Regions from separate parts of the Canis lupus genome. Here all the other regions are linked to region 1. The links are chromatin contacts, called in public Hi-C maps. All regions are on one chromosome and are shown on one strand. The core of a region is the stretch at or near the end of the contact, and the rest is flanking DNA. Distances in the headings are between cores, read along the strand shown.

Region 1 (3,308 bases), core at 315-2,814:
TGTTGTCTTTTTGCCCTAATTAAATGGGACGCAGACTACAAACATTCCTGGGCACTCACCACATAATCACCCCAACCCTTAATATCTAAAATACTAGTGACTAGAAGGAGGAACTTCTCAGTGATGGTATAATTTTCACTGATAAATGTTACAGCAGATGTCAGTTTGTTCTCTTCAATTCCTGCTGATGGTTTTAGCTGGCATAAAAATATTTATTTAGACTTAAAACCTTACAAGTTGTATTATGATACAGTTTATTGACTTGTACAGTATTGTCCTCACAACCCATTCAGGTGTACATGAATGAATCTGAAGCATACCCCATTTAAGACCGGTGCTATGTAATTCTTACGACTCTAGAAAATGGAACTGAGCCTATGTCTTATTAAAAAAAAAAAAAAAAAAAGTTTATTAAGCATCTTACTCCAGCAGGGCTCTTACCAGACATCTCTGTCCATGTGCCACTCCAACCCTGAGGGGAGACTTAGTAATTGGGACTTGTTTATACAACGAGGGTGGGCATTACCGTGGTGAATCCTGACCGTCCCTCTGTGAGGAGACCTTTGCTTCAGCGATGGGTCTTATTTTATCCCCGTGACCTGAAGCTGCCTCCTTTTCTTAGGTCTGTTTTATTTTTTGTAAAGTATTGAGTGCTGGACGTACTTGTAAAAGAGTTGCTCAAGATTTGTACAAAGTGTCGTTTACAGATCTTTTAATGAATAAACACAAAAATTCCATGGGTCTCTTGGATAATTTTAAATAAAGTTACTTACGACGTAAAGGTCTTATACTTCGCTTAAACCGATAGCACGTTTGTCTCATGAGCGGTTTCAGCGTAGCCTAAGCCGACTCCAGCCGTGGGCAGCGCTTCCAGGCGCCGGCCGGTGTAGACCGCTCTGCGGGCGGGGCGTGCAGCCCGGGTCCCTGCTTGGTCTCGGGCCGCGGCGGGGGGCCGGGGGCCGGGAGGCAACGACTGGCTCTCGGGTACGCCCCGACGGCGAAGGGGCCGCGGTTTGTCGGAGCTGAGTCGGTGCGCGGCTCACCTTAGAGCAACAGGGCGGCTCCTGTTGCTGCGCAGACCCTAAAGCTTCGCGATTTTGACGGGCGACTGGCGCCGACGTGCAGAATCTGTCCAGTAACTGCATTTGCCCAAGGCAAGGGTTCTCGCGGAGCCGACGACTAAGGGGGGGGGGGCGGGGTACAGCAAGTAGCGCAAGGAGAAGAGAGAAACCGCCACAAACAGAAAAGATAAGGGTTGTAGGTGGTAGGTCAGGGGAGTGGGAAACCAGCGTCCTCTCCCCGCCAAGTCCCTGCAGCCAGTTTCCTGCAAAAGTTTTTTAAAGCTTTCCACTCCCAGATACCAGCCTCCTGCGGGGAACGAAAAGTCCCACTCCCCCTCCAAACTGCTCCCAGTCGGAGGCAAAAAGTGGGAGCACACTGGAGGGAAAGGAAATAGAGACGGTCTGCTGATTCCGGGAACTCGCGACGTGACGTCACGTCCGACCAAAACAAAATGGCCGGGCACTGCCGAGCCGCTGGGCGGGCGCGCCTCCGGAGGTGACAGTTGAGCATGCGCCAGAGCGCTGCGCAGGCGACGTGCAGAACCTCAGTGGCCAGCGCGGCGCAAGCGTAATGAAATGGGCCCGAGTCTGCGCAGATACAGAAGACTCAGGCGAGGCCGAGAATGGCGGGCACAGGTTTAGTCGCCGGAGAGGTGGTGGTAGATGCGCTGCCGTATTTTGACCAAGGTTATGAGGCGCCGGGTGTGCGGGAAGCGGTGAGTTCGGGCCGTGTAGCGGACTCAGCGCTCTCGGGCCCTTAGTGCTGGAAGAAGCACTTACGAGTCGCTGCCCCGACCCCGGCCCCTGTTCTCGTTTCTAGGCTGCAGCGCTGGTGGAGGAGGAAACCCGCAGATACCGACCCACTAAGAACTACCTGAGCTACTTGACAGCCCCGGATTACTCAGCTTTCGAAGTAAGTGTGGCGTCTTGAGGCCACCGTGGGAGCCAGGACCCTGCGAACCTCTGACAGTCGTAGCCACGTAAAAGTGCATTTTAAGTTCTGGCTTTAACTATTGCTTGCTTAGCTAATAGTTACTCCACTAGATTTGTGTTATCGGCGCATTGAAAACAGCTGGGTAAGCCTTCTCCGGCGTTCTTACTCTGGGTCGCACTGGAAGCCTCTGGGGCTTCGCGAACTAACAATGCAAACATGAGTGTGCACGCTTTTCAGAGGTGGGCTCTTTGCGTTAATTCTCAGAGGCATCGCCTCTACTAAGATCTACTCTAGAACAAGTGATAAGGAATTTTTAATATATATAAGCCGAGGCTCCTGAGAACCACTGTAGGGCGGCCTTGGTGTCACAGCCTACACACTTACCGAATGTATGTGAATGACGGGAGTGACAGGCCACTTGTAAGTACGATGCTATTTAAATATTTAGCCTGGAAGCGCACCCAAGATGATACTTGGTGTGTAATCAGCTAAAGAAATGTTAAATATCATCTCTGAGTTAATAGATTCTGTTGGGCGTTTTAGTATATACGTGTTTGGGATTTTTTTCCCCCAGTTATAGGTAACTATATATCTAATGAAAGAATTCTGTTATTAAAATACAGTATTTATATTGAAGTAACATGAAAAGTCGGTTAAGTTTTAAATAGGCACTAAGAGATCATGGGCAAGATTTTCTTATGGGCAATGGGCTGAGCTGGGTACACAGCTCCTTGAAGTCGTCCTTAATGGCTGAAGAGTGCAAACCCAGTGTCCTCGCAAGGCTTCCCTCTGCTACAGGAATTCAAGGCCATAATCAGCTACGTTCCCACAGTTCAAAAATTTCTCCAGCCTGGAAGCCAGAGGAAGCCTCCACTAGATGAAAGCTCCATTGGGAGCGTGAAGAACGTATTCAGATTTGAACGTGGCATGTTTCTCAAAAACATGAGCACTATCGTAGCCGAGTATTAACAAATGAAGAGGTCTAAAGAATTTGACAAATATTTCACTTTGCATTTGTAGCGGTGCTCAGGAAGATATCATGAGGCCACTTTAATAAAGTCATAAGCAAAAGGAAATACACTACCTAATACTTTGTAAATCGGACAACCCTTTTTCATAAAACACCAATCACTCATCAAAATTAAAAGAGAAATGATACGTCGTTTTCCCCTGGTTTTCTAAATGTTCTAAATGTTACCCTGTTGTTATAGATGGTACCATGTTAAGAAGTAAGTATAGTAATGCTTTCTTACTAGATCGGCTTCCAAACATTTCAGATAACTGCGTTCAATCACAAACATTTAAATATTTAA
Region 2 (3,308 bases), core at 526-3,025, 170 kb before region 1:
ATGAGGATGAAATGATTATATGATTTAAGAAAGTATTTAGAAACTATGTGTAATGGTAGAAATCAAGACCCATTCTTCTGAATTAATTGCAATTGTATAGATAGAATTTAGTGAGACTATTATCTTTTTACATTTCCCATTACTGTGATATTTGAGAATGTGCACTCTTAGACCTAATTCTACTTTTAGCCCAGCTTCACATGACCTTGTTTCTAGTGCAAGAGCCCTGGGCAGTTTCTCTGTAACATTAGATTGGAATATCCAGACTAGATCTATTGCTGAGAAGAAGAGATCTCAATTTAGGAAATGGACAAAGGAAACAAAACAGCTGGTTTGATATATCAAACGATTTGTACTGCCCCCAACAGAACATTCCAATTTCTAACAACTTCCTACACTGTTGTTCAGTGCTATTCATTCTACAAACTTTTGAGAGTTGTCTATGCCAAGCACTGCCAGGACCAAGGATACAAAGATGAATGTCACAGGCCCTGTCCTAAAAGTATCACTACCGAGTATAAACTAATAATTACAATTCAGTGAGCTAGGAAAGCATTGAAAGCAAATATGAAGCAAATATCTTGTGCCTAGGAAAACAGGGGACGTCATTAAAGGGAACAAAGAGGCAGCTTGGAGGTGGAATGGAATTGGACCAATACCAACAGAGGTAAGAGAAAAAATCTTTCAACATCCTAAATAGGATACTGCCTCCTCTTAGAATTCAAGATAATTTGCTGAGAATTGGAGGGTATTTACTCTCTTAACACTGCATTTACTTTGCTGTACACGTTTAAACTTGTTTTTGCGATTACTGAATGATGCTAGACTGAAAGTTCCTTGAGGACAGAAACTTATCCATTTATTTTGAGAACTGTACACACCCCAACGATGACATATAAGAGATGCAGGATAAATGTGTTGAAAGCGAAAATAAAGTGGGTAGCAGAGTTCTCAAGAGCATGACCGGTCATTGTTTACCCAATACTGTCAAGAGAGAGAGCCATGGAATCTGGGAAAAGCATTCCTCTCACCAGAGGGTACTGCTCCATTGTTTGACAAGGGATAATTCATTGAACTTTTCTGTGGACACAATTAACTATTTTCCTCCTTCCTCTTACCTCGTTGGATTAATCATCCATTTGCCCTGATTTCCACCTTTTGGTTACTGATTCAGCTTCTTTGATTACGGGATACAACACAAATATCTTCTGGTGACTACAAAGGTCAGTTGAAGGAGTTGTGGGGTTTTTTGTTTTGTTCTTTAATGATTATGCCGCTTTGCTCACTCTTGTCCATCTGTTGCAACCAATATAGTTTCTGGCAAACAAAGGTCTCGCGTAAAAGTTCCGAATTACCTTACTGAAAACCTACTCTATACTAATGAAAACTCCAGTGTATTATAGCAGACAGAAAAAAAAAGCTTGCACTGTGAGGAGAATCTGGGTCTGGGGCTTCCGGATTATCGCTGAGAAAAGCGAAATCCTTTATAAGACATTCCTTGATAAGTCCTCCAAATTGTTCGCCCTTAAAGTTTACCCTGGCCTCGCTGCTTTAGGCATATTCAGGTTTGCAAAGAGCAGAGACGCCCAAAGTTACCCGCCCCCCCGCCCCCGGCGTCCCAGCGGAGTCAGTAAACACCGAAATTGCTTCCCGCAGCTCCCAGGGGAGGGAACGTAGGGCTAACAGTGGCACCATCTTGGTTGTGGTTAGGCGCAGGGCACCGGTTGGCGTCACTCAACCCTCATGCGCAGGCGTATTAGGAGTACCTCCCCCCCCCCAACACCCCGCCCCGCTTCCCGTGCACGCGCTCGGAGCCCGCAACTCTCGCGAGAGAAGCGAGATTTATTCCTACGTACCGGGCCGTGCTGCTTATGGCGGCGCTGGAGAGGGGGCGCTGAGCTGTTGGGGTGAGTACGACCTCGGGGTCCAGTTGGGGGTAGCAAGAAGCCAGTCTAGGGACAGATGAGAAGACCAAGACTAACGGGAGAGACTTCTGAGTCAAGGTGGGCACTCCTAGAGCTCCGGGCAGAGAAGATTTCCCCCTGAGTCTCTACCCTGGGCTTTTCCACCTGGCCCCCGTTTAACTGTCTAAGCTTCACGTCAGGCCTCAGAGCAGAAACGAAGAGCCTAGGCCAGGCAGCCGCGCGTGGTGGTGGTGGTGTCTACAGTGGGGGGAGGGAGCGAAAATGGAGGCTCCGACCGCAGCCAAGATGGAGGCAGGGGTGCGGGGCTCGGGCGCGGAGGCTGCTGGGAATTGTAGTCTAGCCACTTCCTCCTCTGCGGCTTGGTGGGGGAAACGGGAACTACAAGTCCCGGCGGGCGGGGCGAGGGGGTGGTGGCGCGGTCCTTTGTGTGAGACTGGAGGAGCCCGAGGCAGAGGGTGAGGGGCCTACTCTCACTGTGGACCGTATAGTTTACTGTCTTGTCACCTGCTCGAGGATCTGACTACGAGTATCAGAGCGCAGTGCGGTACTGGCGCCTCCTTCGTGTATGGACCGAGACCCTGCTCCATCTAAATGCTCAGAGCCTTTTCCCCGGCCACGTCTGGCACAGTAGCACACTCGAAGTGTCATCTTTACTTAGGCTCACCTGGAGCTGTCTGTCTTGAGTCTCAGCACCCAGCCTTCCCTTCTTGCTCCCCCTTCGGCTTCTTGAGAAAGGGAACCAATCTCTAATCTTAGGCACGTGGCTCCCTCTCTAATATCCTGGGATTAGGGCGTGCTGTTAGAGCTCAGTGGAGTCGTCCTTAACACCGTCTCTGGTTCTTTGGTGCAGGAGCCTGGCCTACATTGAGCAATGAACGACTTGGCTTCGTCATTCTTTGTAGTTTTTTAGAGCCCTGGTTGGAGACACTTGAGGTTTTTAACCGATATTTTATCAGTATAAAATTTTAGAGTCACAGTTCTTTTGCTTTAAGATTTTCCTTTAGAAACACCCAGACTGCTCCTTTCTTGCTTGACTCAAACGTGAGGCAGGGAACGCTCCCTAAAACAGCCTTCAGTCTGCAAACACAAAAATCTGAACATTGTAGGATGAAATTATTTTGCACCTCAAATGAGTGAAAGAATGTGGGCCTTTTTAAAAGAGTTTGGAGACAGGGCTGGAGATGGAGGGAGGACGCCCAATGGCACTGTAAAAAAATTTCCTTTGATAGACTTAGTTTTTTATAAGGATGCTATATGAACTGGCAGCTCTTGGCCAGAGCCACCGGTTTATAAAACGTAGGTACTAAGCTATAGCTCATGAGTTATTCTATATCAAAATGCTGAGTAATTTTCGAGTTTCTAGAAGATAAGCATTCTCAATAC
Region 3 (3,308 bases), core at 357-2,856, 130 kb before region 1:
ATCAGGAGGGCTTACTATGGATTTCCTCATCTGGGAAAGAAACGGTCGTGGTTACGATGATTAAAAGTAATGCTTGTATAGCCATTAACTACAGTTTTACTTCTTCACAGGGATTTGGTGCAGAAAGAAAGATCCGTCAAGCTGGTGTCATTGACTAACCACATCCACAAAGCACATCATTAATCCACTATGATCAAGTTGGGGGGATTCTGGTGAAGGGTTCTGAATATCTCCCTCTTCATCCCTCCCAAAATCTGGAATACTTATTCTATTGAGCTATTACACCAGTTTTAACACCTTCCTCGTGTTATGTTTAAAAAATAAATAAATTTAAGAAAACCATTTTAAAAATTATGCACAGTTGCAGCCTGGAAAACTTAAGGTGGCGCCTTATAGTATCAATTTTAGGAGCTTTATTTGGTGCATTTAACGCAACTGGTAATTGCAAAATCCACTTCGCCTGTGTAAGTGAAAATATAGACTGTTATCTTGTTGGCCCTATGAAATTCTGCACTTGGTATTTAGCATATACTCTACCTTCATTACTATCTGGCACGATGTTCTGCCTTAGCACTCAGTTGCATTCTTTTCCTTTTCTTTCCTGTTCATTATGCTTTAATTCTGAGGACCATATGAAGGTAGAATATATTAAAAATTAACAAAAATTATAAAAATTTGTATAGGCAAACCATTTCCTTAAGTTGATGGCCAAATGTTAAAATGTTATTTTTCATATCATTTATAATCTTGTCACAGTCCACTTAACGAAGTTTGGTTAGATTTCAGTGAAAATTATCTTCCAGAGTAGTTTCTTTTTTCCTGGGATTGGGGAGGGGGGGTAACTTTACTACAATTAGTATGTATGGTGCAGAATTTCATGCAAATGAGGTGTGCCAGCAGTGTGGTAATTTAATCGTATTTAAACAACAACAAAAAAAGAATGCACAAACTTGCTGCTGCTTAGATCACTGCAGCTTCTAGGACCCAGTTTCTTTTACTGATTTAAAAACAAAACAAAAAAAAAAATAAAAAAGTTGTGCCTGAAATGAATCTTGTTTTTTTTATAAGTAGCCGCCTGGTTCCTGTGTCCTGTGAAATACAGGCACTTGACCCTTGGTGTAGCCTCTGTTCGACTTTATATCACGGGAACGGATTGGTCTGATTTCTTGGCCCTCATCTTGAATTGGCCACATCCAGGGCCCCTGGCCAGTGGACTGAAGGCTTTGTCTAAGATGACAAGGGCAGCTCAGGGGATGTGGGGGAGGGCGCTTTTATCTTCCCCGTTGTCATTTGAGGTTTTGATCTTCTCTGGGTAAAGAGGCCGTTTATCTTTGTAAACACGAAACATTTTTGCTTTCTCCAGTTTTCTGTTAATGGCGAAAGAATGGAAGCGAATAAAGTTTTACTGATTTTTGAGACTCTAGCACCTAGCGCTTTCATTTTTGAGGCGTCCTGTGTGGGAGGGGCGGGAATGGGTGCGGCCCGCCGCGTGACTCCTGGGTCGGGGGCCCACGTGGCCGGGGCGGGGACTCGGGCGCCCGGGGCGCCGACTGATTACGTAGCGGGCGGGGCCGGAAGTGCCGCTCCCTAGTGGGGGCTGTTCATGGCGGTTCCGGGGTCTCCAACCTTTCTCCTAGTTGTGGTCCTAAATACGTCGGAAGCGGAGGCGGCGAAGCTTGAGGTAAGGTTCTGTGGTGTGTAGCGTTCGCCTTTGGAGCATACGGGCGCCTCCTTGTTGCCCGGAATCGAACGGAGTCTGCAGACCGGAGACAAAGGCCCTTGGGCGGGGGTCCTTCGTTTTAAGCCCTATGGGGGAGATTTTTGAAGACTGGTGGGGGTGGAAGACGAGGGGCCGGGCTGGAGGCTTCCCCACCGGAGCTGAGAAGACTTGCGGGAGGTGGAGGAAGGGGGGGGGGGTTCCTTTACCTTAGGCTGAGGGCGGGGCCCACGGACTGTTGAAAAATAGAGCAGGGTGGGGGTAGCCAGGCGACTAGCCACAATTCGGAGGCCCGCAGTAACCTGCGAGGGTTTCTGCGCTCCGGAATCACCTTGAGAGCCGAGTGGAAGTTCACGTGTATGCAGCCGATACATTTCAAACTCAACGTTTTAGTTACTATTGATTATAGAAAGCTTTTGAAGTTCTCTAGTTGTGGCTCGCCCATTAAACCTAATTGCTGCTTTCCCACAGGTTCTTGCTGGTGTGAAATGACTGAGTACAAACTGGTGGTGGTTGGAGCAGGTGGTGTTGGGAAAAGCGCACTGACAATCCAGCTAATCCAGAACCACTTTGTAGATGAATATGATCCCACCATAGAGGTGAGGCCGGGTGGTAGTGTGCTGACTGACCCTACCTCTGGCTTTTGGTTCCCCCCTGCACGTATCCTTTAGCCAAAGTGATCATCAAGAGAGAAAGTAGAAGTTATTTGGGGTGCTGCATTCAGGAGTACAATAACGAAGCTTTCCATGTTTGTGGAGAAGAGCTCATTTTTATTAATTGGTAAAGATTTTCTTAAAAATCGGCAGTTTAGTAAACTGTTGCATATTCATTGTTGAACTCATGACAGCTCTATTGAAAAGAAACAGGCCATACGTAGTAAGAGTGACTGAGTAATAGGATGTAGATAAAGATTCAAAAATCTAGGTGTTCTTCAATTTTAATTAGCTGGTTGAAGCAGCTGAGACTGGGCTGAAGTGGAAAGAACATGAGATTTTGAGTCACTGCCTAGATTTCTTTCAGTCCCTGTTTGTAGTTTATTTCATTTTGTTATATTGAGCAAATCACTTAAACTCTGAGCCTCATTTTCCTCATTTTTTAAAGTACCATAAACATGTCCTGCCTATCACACACACAAGAATGTTGAGGAAAAATCAGTATAAGTTTTTGTGTACGTTCATGTTATATATTGGCTTGAATAAATGGCATCTTAGGTCCTTTAAATAGAAGATTTATTCAGCTTAGAAATGTCTGACTAGAGATTTATTTTAATCCACACTGTGGTCTTTCTACTGCCTTGCCACTGAGTGTTTAATAGAAGCTAGCTATCATGGCAATTATTAAAAATTAATCATTAGTCCTTGGCAGAAATTTCATTTTAAGCTTAGCAGCATTAATAATTAGGACCTTTTAATATTCTTCTGAGTTGTGTTTATTGAAGGGTAATATACAGTAAAATACACAAATGGCGTAGCTATAGCTCAAGAACCAAAATTTTTTAAGTCCACAACTCAGAAATATAGACCATTTCCAGTGCCCCAGAGAGTTCTCCCATGCCACTTTCCAGTCAGTAAACCCCCACCTTGCCAGGAAA

The links. A called contact is a pair of places that touch in the nucleus more often than the background predicts.
Region 2: a contact with region 1 is called in a Hi-C map of blood, with 3 times the contacts expected there. The contact joins the promoter of CSDE1 here to the promoter of BCAS2 in region 1. A contact is called at or near these places in 2 of 9 Hi-C or Micro-C datasets (both in blood).
Region 3: a contact with region 1 is called in a Hi-C map of blood, with 4 times the contacts expected there. The contact joins the promoter of NRAS here to the promoter of BCAS2 in region 1. A contact is called at or near these places in 3 of 9 Hi-C or Micro-C datasets (blood, skin fibroblasts and tumor fibroblasts).

Annotation. Positions count from the first base shown.
Region 1 is chr17:52,816,068-52,819,375 of UU_Cfam_GSD_1.0, reverse strand. BCAS2 (pre-mRNA-splicing factor SPF27) reads left to right here and starts at 1,564. Exons shown (of 7, transcript XM_038561837.1): 1 at 1,564-1,748; 2 at 1,882-1,974. The coding sequence starts at 1,725. It overlaps DENND2C (DENN domain-containing protein 2C), which reads left to right. Exons shown (of 17, transcript XM_038561835.1): 17 at 1-737. It overlaps LOC102155048 (a long non-coding RNA gene), which reads right to left and starts at 1,490. Exons shown (of 4, transcript XR_005372607.1): 1 at 774-1,490.
Region 2 is chr17:52,983,933-52,987,240 of UU_Cfam_GSD_1.0, reverse strand. CSDE1 (cold shock domain-containing protein E1) reads left to right here and starts at 1,775. Exons shown (of 20, transcript XM_038561840.1): 1 at 1,775-1,907. It overlaps LOC111090677 (a long non-coding RNA gene), which reads right to left and starts at 1,586. Exons shown (of 3, transcript XR_005372612.1): 1 at 1,119-1,586.
Region 3 is chr17:52,944,111-52,947,418 of UU_Cfam_GSD_1.0, reverse strand. It overlaps NRAS (NRAS proto-oncogene, GTPase), which reads left to right and starts at 1,606. Exons shown (of 7, transcript NM_001287065.1): 1 at 1,606-1,681; 2 at 2,189-2,316. The coding sequence starts at 2,206. CSDE1 (cold shock domain-containing protein E1) reads left to right here. Exons shown (of 20, transcript XM_038561840.1): 20 at 111-1,423. The coding sequence ends at 158.